3 separate regions of the Mus musculus genome follow, and regions 1 and 2 are each linked to region 3. Evidence: chromatin contacts called from public HiChIP or PLAC-seq and promoter capture Hi-C data. All regions are on one chromosome and are shown on one strand. The core of a region is the stretch at or near the end of the contact, and the rest is flanking DNA. Distances in the headings are between cores, read along the strand shown.

Region 1 (3,926 bases), core at 98-2,597, 150 kb after region 3:
GTGTTTATTTTTATTTCCACTGTGATTTAGTCAATGTTCTTATTTGTCAAGAGCTCTCATCCCCACTTTGCTGTGTGCTTCCTTTGCAGACCCCATATCATGTGAACCTCCTCCTGGCTGGCTATGACGAGCATGAAGGGCCAGCCCTTTACTACATGGACTACCTGGCAGCCTTGGCTAAGGCTCCTTTTGCAGCTCATGGCTATGGTGCCTTTCTGACTCTCAGCATCCTTGACCGATACTACACACCTAGTAAGTACTAGCACTCTAGGGAGAGAGCAGTGCACAGCTGTGCCCTTAGCTTTCTCAGTCTTGGAGTTGGCTGGCTATGCCCTAGGTAGAGGACAGCTCCTCTCTAGAAGCTGTTCTCTCTTTTGTGGATCAATGCAGTCTTCAAAAACCTTATTGATAAAAGTCTTCCCGACCACCAAAATAAGATACTCCTGTGTCTGGTGCTGGGTTTTGCCGTGCTGAAGTTAGATGCTGGAGTGGATGTCAGCGTGAGTGAGAGCTCTTCTGTCCGGTTCTCTAGCTTCACTCTCGTTCATTCTCCTCCCTAGGTGATTGTTAACATCTCAGCTGTAGAAAGTGAGCCAAGCAGTTTATGTTTTGAACTTGTGAGGACTTCTTTGTTTAAACAAAGCTTTTGAAGGCCATTCTTACCTGCATATAAAATTGTTTCTTCCCTTGTATCTAAACTGATAGCTTGACAAAACTTGGGATAAGCAGTGTTTTTGTGCTGAGTTCTGTCTTCTGACACGAATCTCATGCTCTCTGTAGCCACTGTGGACAGAGAGGACTTGAATCCAGCTGTCACAGGCTAGGACTGCAGCAGTTAACCACTCTCTCCTTACGCTCCCATCTCCCTGTCAGCAGCATGACAACTGGCACAGTTTTTTCTTTTTGATGCTGCCCTCATACTCGACCTCAGCCATGCTAGAGCTCCAGGCCACGTCCTGAAAAGAATTAGCCTGGCCTCCTGGTGACTGTCTCCTGATTTGGCATCTGTCAGTAATACAGCTGATTCCCCCACCAAAATAACCAGCAGCCACCCTTGAAGCCTAATGCATAATATGTCATCCCAGTTAGCCATGCCTACCAACAATCCCTTTGGATCCCGTCTAGAAGCCCCAAGCCCATCCTCTAATTGTCTTCCCATTGTTAAGCTGAGACCCAGCTGGGAGAGTAAGGATGGAACTCGAGCCTTGCCCCTCTCCCTGACTTGCAGCTGGCAAAGGCAGATGGAATTGATTTAAGCCCTGGACTAAAGGATTGGTGAGGGTGAGCCATGAAAAAGAGGGGCTGGCTGCTGGACTTCTTCAGAGGCAGGTCCAGGCCGGGAGACAGAATTCCGTCATGCTTACCCTCCTCTGTAGCAAATCAATTCGTAATGGCTCTTGACCGTGGGAGCACTGGGTCTGGGGCGCCCTCCTCTGCATGTGGAGTAAGACTGTCGTAGGCTAGAAGGCTGGACACGTTTTGTCTTTTCCAATTGTGTGGCCCCCCGACCTGAGGAAGCTGAAACAAGCTGTTGAGTGCAGGACACAGACAGCCTTCAGTGCTCAGCCTCTGTTTTCTCTTTCAGCCATCTCACGTGAGAGGGCAGTGGAGCTTCTTAGGAAGTGTCTGGAGGAGGTGAGTAGCTCCCAGGGCATCCTGGAGGAACGGCTTCTCTCAGTCTGAAGCATCGTTCCTGATCTTGGCTGCTTTTTTCTGCTCCTTGCCAGCAGGTAGTAATAAGACCCTCTGACCAAATGTGAACTTGCTACCAGTGATGGAGGCTGATGTGGGTGATGGGCTTATTCTCTCATGGGTCACTGCCTCATTAATGGCAGGTTTACAATTTAATTACAATTAAATTAAGTTAATTACAGCTCATTTCTGGATCATCCAGACTAGTGATTCTTAAAATTCACTGTAGGTAAGAATTATCTTGGGGCACCTTTCCTTTTCCCTGGTCGGCCCCAGCACCCAGTTCTGAATCTTCTGTAGTTGGTGGAGACTGAGTCTCTGGTTTTAACTGGCAACCAAGTGATTTTAATACTGGTGCTGATCAGGCCTTTGCCGTAAGAGAGAGGCCGTCTGGATGTCAGACACTCCCTACTGTGCCGCCTAGAAACTCTGCTCCTTTAACTGTGCATTTGGATGACCCTGGAAAGCACCTGGGAAGTTTTGGGTCAGAGGTAGAGAAAAATCTTTTGTTTGGGGAGGCCAAGAACCCCAAATCTGATGGTTGCAGTAAGAGTGTAAGGATATAGGATAAAGTGGCCAAAACTCGCCTTGTTGTTAGACCTTGTCATTCTTTTATTTTTCTCATAGCTTAAGAATGGGAATGAAGTAAGTGTCCAGTGAGAGCAGGGGAGATGATGGGTGTCAGTCTGTGTGTTTCTTAGCCATTCAGCTGAGAAACAGTATTACCCATAAATATTCTAAGGGGTAGCCGGGAAGAAGACACTATAATATCAGGTGGTCTTGAAATTTTATTTCCCTTAGATCTTAAAAAAAAATTAGAGTCAGGCATGGAAGTACATGCCTTTAGTCCCAGCAGTCAAAAATCCCAGAGGCGTGTGGGTGAATTTTTCTGTGTTGGAGACCGACTTGGTATACATAGCAAGTATCAGGCCAACCAAGGCTACAAGTGAGTCCTTGTCTTTAAAAAAAAAAAAACATTTTTAAAGGAAACCGTTGTTTGCTTATTGTCACCCTTTCTTGAACTTTGACCTTGATTCTAGATATGAGCCGACAGCCAGAGAGAACTGTGGAAATGAAATAGACTGTTATTGCCTGGTCCTCGGCCGCAGAGGAGATGGACATTAGGGCGGGCGGTCAGAAGCCTGAGGTCATTTCCAAATAGTCTCCCAAGGAAGTAGATGGAGAGCCGATGTCTTCTGGAGGCTCTTAGAGAGGTGTTTAGCAAGGACAGCCACAGAAGTGAAGATTTCTGAGCTGCACTTCTCAGTAGTCAGCTTCCATGGGTGTAGACTGTTCCTCTAGAGCAGCCTTTACCTGGACTGGGAGGGCCAGGATTCTGTGGACAGCATCCCAGCATCCCTGCAGCTACACACACTCCCTTATATAGCTCTTCTCACACAGGGAAATGACTACATAAACTGTTGAGACCTAAGATAGCCAGCCCGTGTGGGTCCAGACTTGGTTCTTTGTTCCTTGCTAGCCGCTACCTGAAGACTTTTTAAAGAGGCAAGTGTGTCCTTGTAAGCTGATTGGTGTCAGGCTGTGGGGGTGAACATTGGATTGTCTTGTGCACCAGCTGACTGACCAGAGTCAGGCTCACAGCTACCATTTCACAGAACTTGGTCACTACCTTCCAGTCAGCCTCCAGCTACTTTCTAGACACTCTTCCATGGCATAGTACCAGCTGCCCCTAGTAGAATATTGGTTTGGTTTCACAAAGAGAGGTTTTACACTTGACATTTTCTCTTAGAACAGAACCTGCCACATGGTTAGTATTCAGTAAATGTTTGCTGACAGATTTCTTTCATGTCCCTGCAGCTCCAGAAGCGCTTCATCTTGAATCTGCCCACCTTCAGTGTCCGGGTCATTGACAAAGATGGCATCCACAATCTGGAGAACATTGCCTTCCCTAAGCGGGACTCCTAACGTCACGTCCTTCCCTCCCACTCACCAGGGAACTTTTTTGATGGGCTCATTTTTTTTTTTTCTACTCTTTTGACGTTCACTCTTGATAGATGGTTAATTCAAAATAAAGCTGAATATAGCTAAATTGATCTTTCTGGGTTTGGCCTTAGTTTACCCAACATCACAGTACAGAGTCACTGAAATGATGGTTGTGGTCTTGCCAGGATGCTCGCTCCTGTCTCCTAATGATCTACGTGGCTCTGCCAGCTCAGAGCCCCTCATTTTGCTCACTGTCCAGCTTCTTCCCTCCGGCTCTTTCAGTCCCTTGC
Region 2 (3,753 bases), core at 380-2,879, 220 kb after region 3:
TGACAAGTGTTCTCTCCATTCCTTTCCCTTCCCGAGCTGCTTTGATTGAGCTGTTTTGCCTCCACCCTTCCGTACTTCTGTGGGAAGTACTTGCAGCATGGCTGCCTCCATCAGTGGGGAAGAAACGGTAGAGGGTGGAAGCCCCTGTATTCCGCAGGCTCCTAGAGGTTGTCATGTGTCAGAGACAGACACACATGACATGTTTTGATGCCCTGCCTAGAATCAATCTTGGAATTACTTTCTTTTGACTAAACCCAGAAACAATGTCATTTCATAGAGACAGCAATCTCTTTGTGTTTGGAGAGAGTCCAGAATAGGTAATTAGTGGTCAGGAGCCTTGACCAACTCATCCAGATTTTAAATTTGTCAGTAGACTGCATAAATTATGAAATGTGAAAATGTGAAAGTATAGGGTAAAGAACAATGTATCAAAATATATGTCATGAAAGTAAAGCCAGTTGAAGCTGCATGTCTGTACTGGGTAAGAGGACAAAAATGTCTGCACGCCATAGCGCTGCACTTTTCTAGTATTAGTAACCCTTGGCGCTTTAGGGGTGTTTGTCATAGTTGGAGGCTTCAATTATGCTAATTTTTTCAAGTACTGGGAATTGAATTCACAGTCTTTAGCATATTAGGCAAGTACTCTATTACAGAAATACAGTCCTGTGTCCCTACCAGCTGCATTTTTAATAAGTTCCCTAAGATATTTATTGTTTTGTTTTAAGGTTTGTTTATTATAAATAAGTATACTATTACTGTCTTCAGACACACCAGAAGAGGGCGTCAGATCTCAATACGGGTGGTTGTGAGCCACTATGTGGTTGCTGGGAATTGAACTCAGGACCTTTGGAAGAGCAGTCAGTGCTCCTACCCGCTGAGCCATCTCGCCAGCCCATATTTATTGTTTTTAATTTTATTTTTTGTGTGGGATGTGTATATATGTGCACATGGGTATATATGCATGTGTGCTTATGCAGGTAAAGGCCAGAAGTTGATGCTGAGTGTCTTTTTAACCCTCTCTACATATTTATTTATACATTTTTAGATAAGGTCATCACTATATAGCCTGGAAATCACTATGTGGACCAGGAGTACAAACTCACAGAGATCTGCTCCCTCTGCCTCCTGAGTGCGACCACGCCTGGCCTTACCTATGTTTTGTGAGAATGAAACTTTCACTAAACCAGAACATGAGTTAGTTAGACCAGGCGGGCTGGCCAGAGAGCTTCAGGGATGCTCATGACTCTCTACCAGCCCCCCCTTCAGACCTGGGGTTCCAGGCCCAGCTACTGCCCCTGGCTTTTCTCATGGGGCTCTGAACTCAGGTCTTCAGGCTTGTGCAGTAGGCATCTTACCAAGTGAGCTACCCTTCCAGCCTTCTTTAAGATATGCCATCCAGATAGTGACAACCAATAGCTAGGCGTTATTACATACTGTAAATACTTTTCAGGTCAATAGATACTATACCAGGCTAAAATCAACCTAGTTCCTACCATTAGAGTTCACAGTATGGAGCAGGGAAGAGGGAGAAAGGATGGACACATGACACAGTCTAAGATGTGCCATGGGAGCACAAAGAATAGGGCAGAGAGGAGCCCAGCCCTCTCCATCGCAGGCGGCTGGTGAGACTCGGGCTATTTTGATTCCTTTGAACCCCCCTCTCCTGGATTCCTCTGAAGTGGTTTCAGTCTGCCCGGCTCAGATTTTCACTTCTTTATGTCAGAGGAAGCTATGGAGGGAGAATACTGCAGCTCTGTAGCGTCTAGAGAGTCAGAGCCCTGAGAACATTATTTTTGTACAGATACAGATTGGCTTTGATTTAATTTAAATAAACTGGCTCTCAGCAGTTCTAAGAATACTAACTACTCACACGGCTCCGCTTTCATTTACACACAGATGAGGAAGCATCTGCAGCCCTCCGTTTTATTTGCTATAAGCAAAAAAGTGCTTTGAGATATTTAAGTTTTGGAAGCTCAGTTGTGTCGAGTCCTCATATGTCCCAGTTCAGCCTGCTGCAGATGTTTTTTTTTTTTTTAATTATTTTTTTATGACACTTACATAATGCTACAGAAGGGAGGCTTTCAATGGATAAAGTGACAAACTTTTCCTCTATTTGCCATATCTGCTGAAATAACGTTTTACAGCTAGCTGTATTTTTCTTTGTTTCCTTTCATGCTCATTGCTAATTTATTTAATCTGTACGACTTTGCTGTAGCTTTCTAAATGACCTTTTCTTTAGAAACAAGAAAACAAACCAGGGGTGGGGGGAAAAGCCTTCTCCAAAACAAAACAGGGCTCTGATTCAAGGTTCTTTGTGTGGGTTTCAGAAGGAGGTTGGTGTGATTGTAGTTGAATGCAAATAATTTATCAGCTCATAATAACTGCAGTCAGAGACGGCAATCAACTGCAGCTTCCTAACAATAACAGGGACGAGGGGGCCGCGCCGCGCAGGGACTGCTAGCTCCTGGCTTCAGAGCTAGGTACTTTTTATTTTTTACATTTTCTTTCCTTCCCAGAGCCCACACTTTTATATACAAATCAAAGCTTATCTGTTATCATTTGATACCTGTGCTTTTGCAATACAAAGACAGCCTTCCATGGAGAGGTGTGGGCTCCTCTCACGCTGAGGTTTGGAGGCGTGCTCTCCTTGCTGACAGCATTCTCTAGAGTCTTTTAGTCATAAGGTGGTGGGAGAAAAAGCAAATCAGGATTCTGAGTACATCACATGCAGCAACGTAACCCCCCTAGTTACAGGGTTGTTGGTTGTTTTTCTTTTTTTTTAAAGTACACGTTTTAATCATTTGCCTTCAATCTGCCTTGAAATATTATAAAGGCCTTAATGACTGGATTGTTTCTGAGCAGGTGACTTTATGGTAAGAGAGCTATTTTCAGCCATACCAGTGATTTGATTAACACTTGGTTGTGAAAAATGCCTCTGGGCTAAACCTTGACAGATGGGCCTTTGAAACGTCATGACAACTATATCCAATTAATGCAAACTTTTCATTTATTAGTAAGGAGCAGGCAGGAGCTGGAGGCCTCAGAATTAAAACCCAGATAGAATGCTTTCCATGTTTTCTCATAGGTGGCCAGAGCTTTGAGATGTTTAAAATGTGTCTTTTTCAGCCAAGGGCAGGGGAGTGGAGCAGGTATTTGCAGCAATGGGCGGGTGTGTGTGTGTGTGTGTGTGTGTGTGTGTGTGTGTGTGTCTGTGTCTGTGTCTGTGTGTGTGTCTGTGTGCTCTCTCTGCCTGGATAGACTAAGAAGCTGCTCTCCACTGTGGACTTTGTTCAGAAGTTTCCATGGTGAAAACCTCTCTCATCTTGAAGTGAAATGGAGTGGTCTGAAATAGGCAGCTCTAGGATCTGAGACTTGGTTGGTCCTTTCATAAAGATTGCATTGTGCTTTGAAAGAACTTTCCAGCTTAGGGTCTTGACAGGAAAGCCTATTTCCTAGCTGGCTCAATACTCAGTGGTCCCTTTGGCCACTGAGCATTTTCTTCAGGTTCGCTCTGCACACTCATCATGCTTCTGCGTGAGTGCATTCCTCAGTTCCCCTCCCTCCTCCTCTTCCGTGTGAGGTCGGGTCTAGCCTTGGTCCTCCTGAGTGTCAGTCTCATGAGGGCTGAGATGGCAGGCAGCCTTACCATACCTAACTTAACTGATTTCCAAGGAGACTTCTCGGCATGGGAATCTCACTCCAATGACTAAAACGCAAGTGATTTATTTAACCATTGAATGAACTTAAAAACTA
Region 3 (4,223 bases), core at 1,052-3,551:
AGTAGAATAACATTACTGAAACTTACCACTGGGTGGCAGTGTTTCTCCATAAATAAGGTGTCACAGGCCTTTGGATTAAATCAGTTCATAAATTCTACAGAATTATAGTAAAGCTATAGTAACATGATTGACTCTTTTTCGAAAAGAAAAGAAATATAGAGACATATCAGGGAGGGAGAGCATTTATTTAGCATGGATGAGGGCACCGGCTTTGATTCTCAGCACAAAACCAAGAGTCAAAAATAGCATTGTAGGCATCTCTTCAAGCTTTTCTTACTCTTTAGCTCGATTTTGTTCATTTCCGTGGAACAAATAATAACAGAACACTTGAGAATGGCACGAATGTGTTAAGTTCCATTTTTCTCATGTACTTGTAATCTCGGCATATTTATTTATTTATTTATTTATTTATTTATGTGTGTGTGTGTGTGTGTGTGTATGTGAGAGAGAGAGAGAGAGAGAGAGAGAGAGACATATGCTAGTGCTGCATACGACATATGTGTGGAGATCAGAGGATAACTTTGAGGAGTCTCTCCTTCCCGTCCACTGTGGGTTCTAGGGACAGAACTCGCCTAGGCTCTAGGGTGGTTGAGGCCTCTGCTGTAAGCACCTTCACCTGCTGATCCATCTTGCTGGCCTAGAACTGATTTGTGTATACTGATTCTGTGTGCTATGTCAAGATCCAAAGTGCCTAATTTTAGAAGTACAGGCTAACAGATGAAAGTCATTTTTATTCATTTTGGTGTTTATGGGTATTTTGCTTGAATGTATGTCTGTGCTCCACATCCATGCCTGTTGCCCATGGAGACCAGAAAAGGGTATCAGGGCTCCTGGAACTGGAGTTATGAATAGTTTTGAGCTGCCATGTTGGTGATAGGAGTTGAACCAGGGTCCTCTGGAAAAGCAACCAGTGATCTTAACCTCTGAACTGTCGTTCCAGCCCTCAGAAATAATTCTTTAGACAGAAGTGTAATTTGGGGCAACAGAACAGGAGAAGGGAGATTTTGGAGGATGCTCTCGGTGAGCCTGGAAATCATAAAGAGCAGGTGACAGTGGACGCGAGACGATCACATTACTTCCCTTACACGCTTCCTCCAAAGATTAAGAGAATGATGATTATAAAATTCTGCCCATTGTTTGTCACAAACTGTATGGCCAATAAAAGTCAGTCCTCCAAATGCTGGAGGAAGTGCTACAGATAGATGCATATTTGTGAATCATTGATGTATACGGTCATAGTAAAATAGCCTTTTTTTTTTTAAAAAGGGGGTAAAATATGAGGATGGGACTCTTTTTTGTATTTTTTGGAAGCCTGGAGATTATACCAGGGAGGGCCTCATGCAAACTAACTAAGCAAGAGCTCTACTACTGAGCTGCATCCCCAGCTCAAGACCCTTAGGGGTGTAGAAGTGGGCGGAGATGTGGAGAAATGGAGTTGTTTTTTATCTGAATGTGTATTCAGATAAAGGGGAGACCAGTGTCAGAGGTGACTGTCATCCCTCGTATCCTCTGAGGAGATTCTAGGGATGTGAGGTTTTCCGTGCTAAACCTGGGAAAGTCCTAAGCAAACTGGACAGAGTTGGTCACCATACCAGAATAGGTGAAGGGGGGTGGGGGGAGTTAGAGAGGAGGGGGGTTTGGGTGGGATGGAGGATAATAAATACTCAGATCTTTCTTTCCCTGTGCCAGCTGGTCTCTTTATAATAACTTTGTAAGGAGTTTTAACACTGGCTTGACCATTCAGAAGACAAAAGACAAGTCAGCTGGGACAATACAGTCCAGAAAGGACATTCTTGCCTGCCTATAGAACATGGGGAAGAAAGGACAGAGAATCGACCCGAAGAGGTAAAAACATTAACTCTGCAGGTTAGGATTGCTCCAGGGATGAACTGATGGAGAAAGCCTCCACTGGGGTCTAAGGTTCCCTCAGCAAAAAATTCAGGTGTGGGACACTCCCAGAATCCTGGGAACTTCTTCCCAGTTCACTTCCTGCATTGAAATTTCTCTCCTCTAATTGCATACGGTACGACCCATCGAACGAAGACATAGGTCAAAAGTCCAAGAACATCATTCGCAAGATACCTTCTTTCTAAGCCATAGCGCGGGATCTCTTCGCTCCCCGAGAACCCCCAGACACCCCAAAGCCACTCCTAGATCTGTTTGACAAGAGCAGCCGCAACCCGCCAAACCAACGCAAATTACATTTGCCGGGCAGGCAGGAGGCGCCTCCTGATTGGCAGGGCGATAGGGGTGGGGCCTCGGAGGGAAACCCTCCCTCGGATTGGTGCAAACCCTCAAGGTTGAGCGTTGTACCGCGTCTGGGCGCGAAAGCTCGAACTTCGCTGCCGAGCTGGAGACGGCGGGAGCTGTCGCCGTCAAGTTGAGGTTACTGCAGACACGTTCTCCTGGAGCTGTGCGGAAGGGAGGCCGGAATCATGACCGGCGAGGTGGGTTCTGAGGTGAGTTTAGGCTCTGGTCCGGGCTGTGGAGGCCTTTCGCTGAGGGCCGAGTGGGACAGTCAACCCAGCAGGGCCAGAGCGCCGAGCCGGGAGGACTACAATTCCCGGCGTGCACCGCTCCGAGACCACTGGACTGAGTCTGGGGGCCTCTGGAGGGTCTCCATCTGGCTTCCCGCGCTCAGTCCCCACAGCTTCTGGTTCGGCGGCGCGCGCTGTTGTCCGCCCAGCCGGGTCCTCAGCTTGTCACTGCAGCCCGCCTTGCTCTTTGGCGCGTTTCCTGCCGCGCAAGCTCCCTTTACAGCATCCCCACAAAAAAAAAAAAAAAAAAAAAAAAAAAAAAGGCCTTGGCCAGCCTGGCCTGGAAGTTGTGGGGTGGGAGTCTCTGTAAGCACAGGGTGAGGGGTATAAGCAGTTGGAACTCTGGTTCTGGAAGGAACTTGTAAGGGTGTCGCGCGTGGGCCCACAGTCTTTGCCTACAGTGGCCTGGCTCACAGCGTCCTTCCAGTAGCTGGTGACTCACTAGTGGAATTTGGCCATAGAAAACCTTTTCCGTGATCTGTGTTCTTTTCTGGAGCCAGGACTAGGGCCAAATAGTTGCCTTAAGAACAGATTTAATGGGGGTACCAGAAAAACCTAATCACCAAAGGAAAGCCTTTTTGTTGTTGTTGTTGTTGTTGTTGTTTTTTTTTTTTTTTTTTTTTTGAGACAGGGTTTCTCTGTGTAGCCCTGGCCGCCCTGGAACTCACTCTGTAGACCAGGCTGGTCTCGAACTCAGAAATCCTCCTGCCTCTGCCGAGTGCTGGGATTAAAGGCGTGCGCCCCCACGCCTGGCTATGAAAGCCTTATTTTGACATGAAGTTTTCACGATTAGATATTGAACAAAATAACAGACTTTAATCAAGATCTCGTTGTGCACCAACCTGTCTTTTTGCCTCACTAGGATTTTTTTAAAAAGCCTTAATTTAAATAACATTATTTTCAAAAGGTGGCTGACTTCATAAGCCACACTTTTGCTGACTCTTACTAGAAAGAGAGAAAGAAAGAAAGAAAGAAAGAAAGAAAACAAACATAAAAGTAGGAGACAAAGACAGGGAGGCAAAGTTAGAAGAATGGTATGTGAGCACAATTATGACATGAGTGAGTGTGTGTGTGTGTGTGTGTGACTATCACAGTGGGATCTGAAGGATGGCTCATAAATAAAGACATTTGTTTTGAAGCCTGACAGCGTGACTTCTATCCCCAGGACTCACCTAGTAGAAGAGATTAGATTTTTGCAAGTTGTCCTCTGTCTTCCTTCGGTGCTCTATAGCACACCACTCCCTCTCTAAATGTGCCTACACACACATGCAAAATAATGAAAAGGGGGGCTAGAGTGGTGGCTCATCTGGTAAGAGCACTTGCTGCTCCTCCAGAGGACCTGGATTTGGTTCCTGTCACCCACAACCATCTGTAATTCCAGTTCCAGAGAATCCAGTGTCCTCTTCTGACTTTCATGAGTATCAGGTTTGCACTCAGTGCCCTTACATACATACAGGGAAAATACTCCTACACATAAACAAAGTAAATCTTTTTAAAAAAAAATTTAAAAGGGACTGGAGAGATGGCTCAGTGGTTAAGAGCCCTTGCTGTTCTTGCAGAGAATCCTAGTTCAATTCCCAGTGTCCACATCATGACTGTAACTACGGCTCTAGGGTGTCTCATGAACATTTTGACCTCTACAGGCACTTCATGAATATGGTGCACAGACATATATGCAGATGAAAC

The links. Promoter capture Hi-C pulls out the DNA fragments that hold promoters and counts their contacts. HiChIP or PLAC-seq counts read pairs in DNA pulled down with a chosen protein or histone mark.
Region 1: an H3K4me3 HiChIP or PLAC-seq map of bone marrow-derived macrophages shows a contact between it and region 3, with 3 times the contacts expected there. The contact joins the enhancer-like site here to the promoter of Clspn in region 3. A contact is called at or near these places in 12 of 39 promoter capture datasets (the 3T3-L1 cell line, the C10 cell line, the HPC-7 cell line and 7 more), 3 of 484 Hi-C or Micro-C datasets (Th1 cells, epiblasts and granulocyte-monocyte progenitors), 3 of 115 datasets of contacts at active chromatin or transcription factors (bone marrow-derived macrophages and embryonic stem cells) and 4 of 9 other capture datasets (adipose tissue, liver, macrophages and 1 more).
Region 2: a promoter capture Hi-C map of liver shows a contact between it and region 3, with 4 times the contacts expected there. The contact joins the enhancer-like site here to the promoter of Clspn in region 3. A contact is called at or near these places in 4 of 39 promoter capture datasets (cranial neural crest, frontonasal cranial neural crest, hippocampal neurons and 1 more), 3 of 115 datasets of contacts at active chromatin or transcription factors (bone marrow-derived macrophages, embryonic basal ganglia and pancreatic cancer cells) and 3 of 9 other capture datasets (adipose tissue, liver and pancreatic islet).

Annotation. Positions count from the first base shown.
Region 1 is chr4:126,705,969-126,709,894 of GRCm38.p6, forward strand. Psmb2 (proteasome (prosome, macropain) subunit, beta type 2) reads left to right here. Exons shown (of 6, transcript NM_011970.4): 4 at 90-252; 5 at 1,586-1,635; 6 at 3,511-3,747. The coding sequence ends at 3,618. Among named protein-coding and RNA genes, the nearest start is that of Tfap2e, 28 kb to the right of the region's middle. Within about 2 kb of position 1,348, at least 8 of the 459 cell types and tissues checked have an H3K27ac peak or open chromatin away from gene starts, as enhancers often do.
Region 2 is chr4:126,777,647-126,781,399 of GRCm38.p6, forward strand. All of the region lies in intron 2 of AU040320 (expressed sequence AU040320), which reads left to right. Among named protein-coding and RNA genes, the nearest start is that of AU040320, 26 kb to the left of the region's middle. Within about 2 kb of position 1,630, at least 49 of the 459 cell types and tissues checked have an H3K27ac peak or open chromatin away from gene starts, as enhancers often do.
Region 3 is chr4:126,554,679-126,558,901 of GRCm38.p6, forward strand. It overlaps Clspn (claspin), which reads left to right and starts at 2,302. Exons shown (of 26, transcript NM_175554.4): 1 at 2,302-2,459. The coding sequence starts at 2,436.